2 separate regions of the Zea mays genome follow, and region 1 is linked to region 2. The links are chromatin contacts, called in public Hi-C maps. All regions are on one chromosome and are shown on one strand. Each heading gives the region's core, a stretch centred on a gene start, on an enhancer-like site or on the middle of the called end of the contact. The rest is flanking DNA. Distances are from core to core; before and after follow the strand shown. Region 1 holds the start of LOC100381715. Region 2 holds the start of LOC100501149 (Copper-transporting ATPase RAN1).

Evidence for each region. Hi-C and Micro-C count contacts between places; a contact is called where the count stands out from the background.
Region 1: a contact with region 2 is called in a Hi-C map of bundle sheath, with 2.9 times the contacts expected there. The contact joins the promoter of LOC100381715 here to the promoter of LOC100501149 in region 2. A contact is called at or near these places in 3 of 25 Hi-C or Micro-C datasets (bundle sheath, ear and endosperm).

The regions. Positions count from the first base shown.
Region 1 is chr4:244,657,523-244,663,315 of Zm-B73-REFERENCE-NAM-5.0, reverse strand. LOC100381715 reads right to left here and starts at 1,531. Exons shown (of 14, transcript NM_001175932.2): 1 at 1,213-1,531; 2 at 2-211. The coding sequence starts at 1,485. It overlaps LOC100191900 (glyceraldehyde-3-phosphate dehydrogenase, cytosolic), which reads left to right and starts at 4,802. Exons shown (of 14, transcript NM_001137324.1): 1 at 4,802-5,108; 2 at 5,528-5,601; 3 at 5,707-5,765. The coding sequence starts at 5,040.
Region 2 is chr4:244,322,948-244,328,334 of Zm-B73-REFERENCE-NAM-5.0, reverse strand. LOC100501149 (Copper-transporting ATPase RAN1) reads right to left here and starts at 2,221. Exons shown (of 9, transcript NM_001195948.1): 1 at 1,873-2,221; 2 at 571-1,185; 3 at 1-423. The coding sequence starts at 2,160.

The DNA of each region.
Region 1 (5,793 bases), core at 282-2,781, 340 kb before region 2:
CCATCATTTCAGTTTGTGTGAGATATGCTTCACCATCAGGGTCCCGTGACAGGTGAACTTTCTGTCCTTGCTCTTCCCCAGCATCATTCCACTCTTTACTTACAACAGGATCCTGCCACATCAATCTCATATCCTCTGGATCCAAGCAATCGTCCCAGTATTTGAAGCTTACAGCCATTTTATATTGATCAGTAGTTCTTTGTTTTCGTCGCTGTTGGGAAGAAAAAAAACAGAAAAGGGAATGAAATTTAGATGAGATATGATATATTACTTTATTTAGGCAAAGTGAAACAGCTAAGCTCCATGCCCCAATCTGCATTATTTTCTGGACATGGTGAAAAAAGGTTCTCATATGTTCAGCAAGAAACTGTGCTGTGGTATATATTTTGCATAAAGTTGGTGCCAAGTTGTACATAAAAAGAATATCCAATCATTTCATCAAAGATATCCTGAGCAATCACGTTTGTTCAGAAAGAAAAAAAAACATGCATTCACTTGCAGATGAAAACACTTGTTGGTATCATCCGACAAACATGTAAGCATAACATGAAACCGATCAATTAGCATTTAGGAAAACAGAGACACAGTAGAACCGCAAATGATACCAAAATTTGAACTCGCCGTTATGGAATAAAAACATGCAGAGGCACACAGGAACATGAACAGCCAAAGCAAGCGGCGCTACACGCTAAATTTGGGCTACCTATGCAAAGACAAAAAGCTAGAGCTAGCTACGGTATCCTGGTCAGCCCCCCGAGTTTGAATTGGTGATCTAATTGGCCAAAACAAAAGGACTCACATGCACGGTTTACCTCGTAATCAATGACTCGGATCACAAGAGAACATTCGGCACCAAAATTTCCCGCAGAGACGCAGGGCCCCAATCCAGCACATACGCACGCACAACGCGACAGTATTACCCAAAAACAACCACTGAAACTACGAGAACCTCACGGCAGCGCGAATGGAGCAGACAGCCAATGACAGCATCACACCCCCGCGGTACCTGCCGTTCTTCAGCGTCGCGCACACGCTGAGGCCGAACAGTGAGACCACCAGAACGTCAGCGGCATGCTGCTTTGGCACTGGCGCCGCCGAATAAAAGGAACGTGCAGGCAGCACGCAGCAAGCATCGCCTGCTACAGCGCGCCTCGCGATCTGATGTGCCCGGGGGAAAAAAAGGTGAAAATGGCAGGGGATTCGAACATGCACCTCGCTCCCTCTCTCGCCGGAGGAACGACGAAGCGAACGGGAAATGGAAATGAAATAGAGGCGACGCCGGCGCCGCGAATCGAGCTCACCGGTGCGCAGCGCAGGCCCGCGGGGTCGGGAGGCGGTTGGGGAGCCCGCGCCTCGGGTGCCTCCGGGAGCTCGGATTCGACGGGGATTCGGGAGGCGCGACGGAGACGGTTTGGTGGTGGGGTGGTGAATCGCTCGCTGAATTGGAAGTAGGGGGGAGGATGGGTGGCGAGCGGGACATGACATTTAAACGTGGGGACGGGAGACGGGGACACGTGGCGGGCAGGAGCGGTTCCGCGCGCACTGCCGGTGGCCGGTGGGCGGTGGCGGTGGGTGCCTGTGTTTCTGGGGGGGGGGGGGGGGGGGGGGGAGAATGGGGCGCAGCGCAGCGCAACCGCTTGCCTTCGGATGGAAGCGAAGGCGTTGTTGGGCCATCCGATCGCTCCAGTGGTAGTGGTGATCACTTGGACCGCACCGGCTGTCACGTCCAAGCGACGTTGGATCCTCCACAGCTGAAACATCAACAAAAGCGTGGCCCTGCGGTGCTGGTGCTGCATTGGCGGTATGCGCCAGAGGCCAGACTTGCACGGCGCCTGTCTCAGCGGCACAAAGTCGTCATGCCCTTCGCATGTGCAGCGTAGCTTCCCTTTGTAGCTTGGCAACATACATGTTGTTCGTTGGAGGCTGCAACGATAGATCTCATCCTAACTTCCTAAGATGTCTCGAGCAACTTATTCATCATCTCTTATTCTATCTTCTATTTCAAATTTATCTATACGCACAGTGCAATTTATTGTATAAAATAGTGTTTTACACGACCATATACGCGATCTGCTGCAGACCGTCAATAACGGTTTTTAGGAAATGTTTTGGGACATCTTCACTTCACGAAAACCAACTCAGCTTCATAGACTCAAGTTAAACTATACCAACTTCACCAACTCTGCTTTAAAAAAATGTGAAGTTTTCTCTAACTTCACAAAAACATGAAGTACTTCATTAATGGATAATTTCAACTTCACTCATAAAGTTGGGATAAAATTACCCATATTTACCATTTGTTACATACAAATGAATCTGTTGGTGCCTTTTTGGGGCGTCAATCACTCAATACAAACCGTGGCGGTGCTCTCTGCACAGGCGCAGACGGTCCGCGACCTGGAACAGGGGCCTGGGTTCCCTGCCTGACGGTCGGACGGTCCGCGCCCTGGGGCCGGACGGTCCGCGCGTGCGCAGGGGGCGGCGAAGGTCGTCGGCGACGCCTGGATCTCGCTCCCGGGAGGGACCCCGTCAGGGAGGAGAGATCCTAGGTGATGTCTAGGCTCGGCAGGCCGACCTAGACTCCTCTAATCGACGTAGAGCCGAAGAGAAGCGGAGAATTTGGGGATTGGAATACTAAACTAGAGCTAAACTAGAGCTACTTCTAATGCATAAGGTAAAAACGAGAAATAGACTTGAGTTAATCGATTGTTGGGGGTTTAATCGGTCGTAGCCCTTCATCTATATAAAGGGGGAGGTCTGGATCCGCTTCAAACTGATTTCCGAGTTAATCCCGTGGTTTTAGGAAACAAATCCCGCGAGAAACTAGGAACCCTAACTGACTCTGCGCACGCGCGGACCGTCCGCGACACCACCGCGGACTGTCCGGACCGCGGACCGTCCGGCCTAAGGGTCGGACCGTCCGCGAGACACTTTTGGTCTCCAACATATGCCCCCCTGCCTTTTGGTGAAGGTTGACGAACCAAAAGCATATGAACTAAACCTGATGTAAGTCATCGGCTTTTCAACATGGAGATCATTCAATAAAGCACCAATGTATAAAGGTCGTTTCAGATTGTATTCTTCTCGGCCATGACCACTTGGTCAATGGTTCAAAAGGAATAGAATGGAGGTGCCCCCCAGTCTAGATAGACAAAGGGACTATATATATACCATAGATTCATCATCGTATCATTCCATGTTTGAATAGGATAATATACCAACGATGAGTAAACAGGTGGAAAGTACCCTGGTCTCATAGGATGAATATGCGATGCTTGTTGTGTCGCCTTTTGGGCCGTTTTGTTTACCCGTTTTGTTTTAGCAGGTGACCGAGGTTTCTTCGTTGACCGATCACGTAGAACAGTCTTCTTGCTAGAATTCTTGGAGAGCAACTGATCAAAAGTAGAGTCAGTTTTGATGAGCCGACCATATGTGCTATGCTGTTGCGTCTCTTTCCCTTTTAAGACTTTGTGTGGAGGCTGACGCCTTTGGCCATAGGCGGATTGTCCGGCAGAGTTAGCCGAACCGTCTGTCTGAGCACCGGACCGTCCGCACGTAGGTGCCATACCGTCTGTGATGCTCAGGCCAGGCTGTCGTGCTTGGCTCATTAATTGTGCTTGCCCCCCGGTGCCTCCGGACTTTTTAGCCTTATCGTCCGGAGCCTTTCGAGCAATCTCCTTTTGCAATACATTTGACGTGCGAGGATCGTCAATGATGATGTCTTTGCTTTTGCTTTTATCGGCCATTTCGGGTCGAACTAAGACCTTTTCGCATGCGACATCTATTGTATTAACAGGAAATGGCTGTGTGTCCACTTGTATTTCCTAAAAAGCTCTAAAGTTGTAGGCTCAGTCGAGAGTATTAGCATCTCCAACGGCACTAATTTCGAAGAGAAAAAAATGACGACGGGAAGAATTTAGCTTCGTGTGATTACTAAGAAAAAACAACAATATTAATTAAAATATTTGCTACGTAACATGTCAATTAGCTTTGTGTGTATATATTCTGATCTGCTATGCGTGGACAACCAACCAACCATAAATTTGTTCTGCGCCAAAGTTGCGCGTGTGTACTTTCGTTAGAGGTGACCTTCGGTTGCACAATGCTTCCCAAGTGCTTTTGTTGAAGGTGATTGCCTGTGTGTTCTGCAGTAAAGTTCCACGCGCTCCCAGCTCATCTCTTACAGTCTTATGATCAGAGCCCAAACCCTAGATGACTACTTAGACTCTGTTTGATCCTCGCGGCTAACAATTAGCCAACAAATAATTAGTTAGCAACAATTAGTAAAAGTATGTTTAGAGTCTTTGCTAATAGATGTACTTTCTCTTTACACGATCTATTCGCAATATAAATGATTAATGGATAAACAGTTTGACAACCGTTTGGCTAGCTATTTATTAGCGAGTGTTTCGAAGCCAAAATGCTAAAATTAGTCAGTAAAGTGTTTTAGGTGGGACTATAGTATAGGAGCGACCGAGCAGCATCGATGTGGTCAAAGGTAGTAGCCGCATAGAGGCATACAGACGAATGGAAATTGATCTATTTTTCTTAATCGCAAGCCTGATGGTACCCCTCGTTGTCTTTACCGGAGTGGTTTGGAGTATATTAGCTAGAGCCCAGAGTCTGGGAGTTCCGTGTGGCGTGGCGTGGGGTAGGCGAAGCAGAACAGGCGGCACAAAAAAGCGCAGGCCCGACCCCAACGCAGCGGGATCGCACGGGCACCAGAGTACCAGACCGCCACCTACCCAAGCGGCCGGCGGGGCGCTGCATGCACAGTGCAGACCATTGTTTTTTTTTTCTCCTTTTAATTTCATTTCCTCTCTTTTGACGACGGAAACGAGGCACGATCACACGCTGAACGCTTCCGCCCCGCCGCCACCTTCCCCGCTCTCCTCCCTCCGCTCGCCTCCGCTTCCGTTCCGCGCCCTGCCCCCGGAAGGCAAGCAAAGCCCTCGCTACTTGCGGAGCGTCGTTGGTCAAACCCTAGCACACGTACGAGCAGGCCAGCCCCGCCCGCTCCCATTCCCAGGCCCTCATCCATGGCGGCGCTCTCCGTGCCCCTCCACGCCGCCGCCGGATCCCGCGCCGCCGCGGCCGACCCCGTCAAGGTATACCTGCTCGTAGCCCGTGCCCTCTCCGTCTCCCGCGTGCATGCTGGGTATTTCTCGTTTCTTCGATATCGTTGGCGATTCGCTTGCTGGAGCCTGGAGCAGCGCGCTCGTGCCTCGCGCGGGTGGTTTGCGGGTTCCTTTCGCGGGTTTTCATTGCCGCGCCTAGATTTGGTTCGTATAGTCGTATCCTAGTTCGTTGGCGGTTCGGTGGAGCTCTCGACCGTGTGCTTGGCCAAATCGCAATATGTTTTCCCTGTCGCTGGCTCGCGGCCCTGTGTGTGCCCCTCGGGACGGACGGGAGGACATCAGTTTTGTGTTCCATTGATTGCGGTGTCCTCACCCCTGATGCGGTGACGTGTGATTCCTAGCACATTGCAGGCGCCCCCCACTGATGCGACTTGGCTGATTTGTTGTAGGTTCCGTGCGTGAGGAGCACTGGTTCAGCCCATTTCGGCCGCGCCTTCCCCTCCGTCGCGGTCTCCTCTTTGGCGTAAGTGGTGCTTACTTTTGAGGCCCTAGTCCGTCCCTGTCAGCCTTGTAAGTGTAGTTTCAGACATTGGTACAGTCAGTCTGTCTAACATCTTGTGAATTGAAGTGCGAGGCACATCGAGCCGATGAGAGCGATAGCTACACAGGCGCCCCCTGCCGTGCCACGTAAGTAGCTGTTGTGCCCACCAACGAA
Region 2 (5,387 bases), core at 972-3,471:
CTTCAGAAGTAGAATAGCTGTAGCAGGAGCAAGCTCTACAAGCTTCTTGATAGCATCTGATGTCTTTCCTTTCGCGAGCACCTCAAGATACTTCCCAAATAGCACAAATGTAATTATCATTGCGCTCGTCTCAAAATATATTGGAGGATGAAATCCAGTGAATGCCCCATAAAGTAGTGCACAAACAGAGTAGACATATGAAGCAGTAGTGCCAATAACAACTAAGACATCCATATTTGTAGAGCCATGTCTTAGGGCCCTATACGCTGCAACATAGAATCGTTTGCCAACAATAAACTGTACCATGGTCACCAGAATCCACCTCAGCAGATCTCCTATACGAAATGGCCCAAAGTGCATAAGTAGGAATGAACTAATCAGAGGTATGCGAGGGCATACCATGCGGATGAAAAATACAGGAATCTGGTGCAAGGAAACCAGTGGAGAGTCAGTATGCAAGTAACACAAAGTTTCCTGTCAAGCAGTATCTATAATATCGATTATCGAAATAAACATATCATCGAAGACACATAATTAAGTCTTTAGGATAGAAGGGGGGACTAAACTTACACTTAGGAATAAACTAAAACGAAGAAGATGAAGCGTCTTAGAGGCCTCTTGTGCATCATTTGATGCAGCTCGTATATATGGATCCTGTACATGAGCTTTCAGCCTATTGTTGCTCTCCGTCTCGATAGTATCTACAATCTGTCTCAAACCAACTACTTCAGGGTCAAATACAATGTCAACTTCTGAGTTTGCAAAATTTACACCGAACTGACGCAAGCCTTCCATTTTCTTCAGGATATCATGCAATACATCTACATCTTCCTCGAAATGTAACCCCTGGACATTTAATAGGACCTTGTCTTGGTCACTACTTTGCAACAGTGCAGCGTCAAAACCAGCATCCTCGATGGCCTGAACAATTTCATCTTTGCTAATGGCAGAAGGATCATATTCAACTTCACCCAATGAGGTCGCTAATGCAACAACTGCACCTTTTACACCTGGCAATTTTTTTAAGATCCCCTCAACCGAGTTCACACATGCAGCACAAGTCATCCCCCCTATCCTAAATTGTCCTGACAAAGTCTTATGCGGTTTTGGCTGAGAAACAGTAGAGTCAGGAAGAATTTCTGCTTCGAAGCCAGCATCTTCTATTGCTTCTACAATGTCGTCTTCCTGCATACAACAAGCTTTAAACATTAAAAAACGACAAATAAATATTGAGTAGAGAACTTCCTGTTGGGTCATTGCAGAGACTTAAAGTAAAAGGAAATTAGTTGCTAGATAATGGTTGGAGACTAGCAACGTGTCAAATTATGGTGCTATTTTAAATGACGAACGTGTATTTTAGCTGGAGATTGCTTGCAGCCTGCTATAATATTAGTTAATCACATTAAACTCTCCTAGGGAATTGTCAATCGAAATTTCAACAATCACTCAGCATCCTGTTAAGAGCGGCTGTGATTTACAAGGGCATGGATCCCAGTGATAAAGCTTCCAAACACAGGAAACATTTATCCAACAGCATCAACTATCTGCAGGTCCAACGAATTCAAACCACCAGCTTCAACCAGAAGAAAAGAGAGAAGAAATTCAAACGGTTACCGAGTTACGTGCTTCTGAACCTCCTCTAAGATGAAACGAAGCGAAGCAGACACGTACATCTCCTATCCACCAACAGGCCGGAGTTCGATTTCCCGCCACCAAACCCCTCAATTTCCCCAGCGCAACGCAACACAGCGCCACGACTCCACACAATTTGTAGCCCACAGCGCTAGGAAGAAAAAAAAACTATCCGTCGAGAGGGCGCGCGGGATGGACGGAGAAAGGAGAGCGGAGGGATCACGGGGCCAGCCGACGGACCTTGGCGAGCGCGGGGTCGAAAACGACGTGGGCGCGGTTCTGGAGCAGCGACACGGCGGCGCGGCGCACGCCGCGGCGGGCGGAGAGCGCGGCCTCCACGGCTCCCGTGCACGCGGAGCACGTCATGCCGGTTACGCGCACCTGCACCCGCCGCATGCCGGCCTCCGCCCGGTCCCCCTCCGCCTCCGGCCCCACCCCGGCCTCCTCGTCGTAGGATCCCAGCAGCGCGACCTCCTCCATCTCGTCGTCGGCGCCGCCGGCGAGCGCCGTGAGCTGGAGGTGGGCCATGGCCGTCGGCGACGGGTAGGCGGGGGAAATGCTCGTGAGGGGAGCGGAAATTGTGGGGACGGAAGGTGGGACGCGCAATGACGGAAGGGAGACCGGAGACGGGTGCCGAGGGGTTGTTTGAATACGATCGTTGGGTTTGGAGGGGGTTTCTGCAAATACTGCAGGATTGACTTGATCAGTTGATCCTGAAGGGTGAAGGGTTTGGTACTTTGGTAAGACGGTCACCAACCACTCCCACTTTACATCTTCTCTGCTATCCGCTATCTCCAGTAGCTCTCATGTCACATCTCTAACATTATTTTTTATTTCAAACTTTATTTTATAAGCAATGATATCTACAATGTAGAATTAGTATTTTATATTATCTGTTGAAAAAAAACCTTAGCCTCCTATATCTTTTATATTTTCTAATATATTTTACTATTTTTCTTAAAAGAATCTATCTGGTACGTATATAAAACATCTCAACCATTTTCTCTTTATATCTCTAATTATATATTGTAGCTTAGTGATTTAACATTTTTGAAATTTAAAAACTACAGTATTTATATTGTCGTAAAAACATTATTATCGTATCACGTGGCTTAAAATAATTAATTTCACAAAAAATGATATAATTAACATATATAGAGAGTATAGTGCTCCTCCTATATATACAGGAGATTTGTTCTCCACTATTCTCCTTCTATAGGTACAAATTATGGGCTTTTGACGAGGATCTCTTGGAGAGAGCCTAAGAGCAACTCTAATAGGAACACTAAACATAAACAAATTCAAATATAGGGTCATAATCTTATTTTAGTGAAATTTATCTAAACTTTTTGAGGTCCAACTTGAAGGATAGCATCTTTGCGACTCAGAGAGCGACGGCCCTATACGATTCGCGTTGTTCCAACCTCCACAGACATTTCATATGTATCTTCGTCGCCACCATCTCCCATCCAGTTGTCGCCAATATGCTCCCAATTCGCTGCCACATGTTTGTCCTGTTCTCAGATCAGATCGTGAGCGCTCTTGTTCCCATCTCGGCGTCGTAGAAGGCCCTCGGCTCTCTCCATCCTCCCGCCTCACAGGTTCGTCTTCCTTCTCTATCCCGGCGTCGTAGAAGGCCCTTGTCCCTCTCCATCCTCTTGCGCTCCCTAGTCCGTCTTCCTTCTCTCCACCTGGTTGTTGGTTGATTCAGTTGTTGTTTGTCCTATTCGTTGTCCACTACATAAACTTTGTCCTATTTGTGTTAACAATTGGGAGTACAATTGGGAGTACGTATTGTAGGAGCTACGCTCAAAGTGAGCAATAGGGTTTTGCTTTTTTCATCCCGTTATCAAGTGCAAGAAACATGTTGTCCATGTCATTATCAGCTTATTGTCCAGTAAATTGTCGAGACATTTAGCGCTATATGTGTTCAATAGGTTGTTGTTGCTTTGGTAAGCATACATTCAGTTTGTTCAATAGCCTATTATATGTGTTTAGGGATGGTAACGGGTATATACCCCGTCAGATAGTATCATTCCATATTTGTACCCATCAATAAAAAAGTATACTCGTCTCGTCGGGTGACTTATATCCGCGAGCGGGTATAAAATCTTACACATGCTCGTACCAGCACCGATAATTTTATCCCGCCGGATAACCCGTACCCACTATAAAGGTCTTAAATTCTAATATTTCAATAAATTAAAATGTCAAATAAACACACACAACAAAAGTTCAACTTAAAATATAACAAAGCATATGATTACATTACTTGGTATTTAAATAAATAATAGTCGGAGAAGGATTTTCTTTTAGCTTATATGTGTTTATTATTGATAATAGTGGTAATTATGCGGGTATATTTTACCCACATGTACACGGGTATAGGTAGTACCAACCCATGTCAGTACCCGTCTATCCAACGGGTAGAGATTCTTGCCCACTAACATACCATCGGGTAGAGAAATCATCTTATACCCGTCTTTACTGTCGGTTTTTTGGGTTTCGGGTACTCATTGTCATCTCTATCATTGTGATTGGTATGTTGCGCACATCCGTTCAGACTGAGCGCGTGCATTGACCAAGAAGCAGCTGTTGTTTGATTAACTGCATAGAGCCAGGCTGAGGCTGCATCCGCAAATGCAACATAGGTAAAAAAATATATCTCTTTGCTGCATGCGCGCATACGCTCCGGCGTTCAGTTTCTGGCGGGCCACGCTTACTAGAGTCTGGCGCTGCTTGTCTGCCCATCCAATCCGTCGGTATATGTGTTGAACTCGATACGGTGTTATCTATAGCTCATTGAAAGAATAGATACAATTACTCGTCAACTTGGGACCAAGTCGTTGTCTCTTTTTCACTTGGTGCTGCGCGAGGACTCGTGCTTAACTTCTTTGATGCAAAGTTTAAGGCTCAATGGTTGGAAACTAACATACAGTTTGGACCCTAAATAAATTAATTGGTACCTAAATCAAAATATATGCCCCAATTATAAGGCTTATGGTTGGAGTTGCTCAAACAGGCTTGTCCCTTGCACAGTACAAGTAGATCGACGACATAGGGCCCCAAATTTTCTAGGCCCCCAAAACTCTGGTGTGCATAAAGATATGATCGTCTTTATAGCAGTTGACCCCGCCAAAACTCAGAAGAAAGTTAGCGTTGTAGAACGCGATGTGACTATGATTTAGCGACTTCGCGCGTATTAGCATAGGATGTGTCCGCCGTCGGCGATAGCTCTAGCTAATCCCTCTCGCGTTCGTCGCCACCGCAAAAGATGGATGCGCAGCTGCGTAGGCATCAGGCGAGGTCACATGTCACGAGAGAATTCATGTGCTCTTGACCGACCACCGGCGAATGTCACCAGGCCCGTCCCTTGCGTAGTGCAGGTGGATCAACGACATAGGGCCCCAAATTTTCTAGGGCCCCAAAATCATGGTGTGTAAAAGGATATGATCGTCTTCATAACAGATGACCCGGTCAAATCTCGGAAGAAAGTTAGCGTTGTAGGACGCGACGCGACTCTGATTTAGCGATTTCGCGCGTATCAGCGTAGGACAATGCCCACCGTCGGCGATAGCTCTAGCTAATCTCTCTCGCGTTCGTCGCCATCGTAAAAGATGGACAAGCTGAGCAGCTGTGTAGGCATCAGGTGTGGTCGCGTGTCAGGAGAGAATTCATGTGCTCCTGACCGACCACCGGATGTAGCAGGATTTGAAGGATTCCTAAGCAGACACTACATGAATCCTGAAGATTCC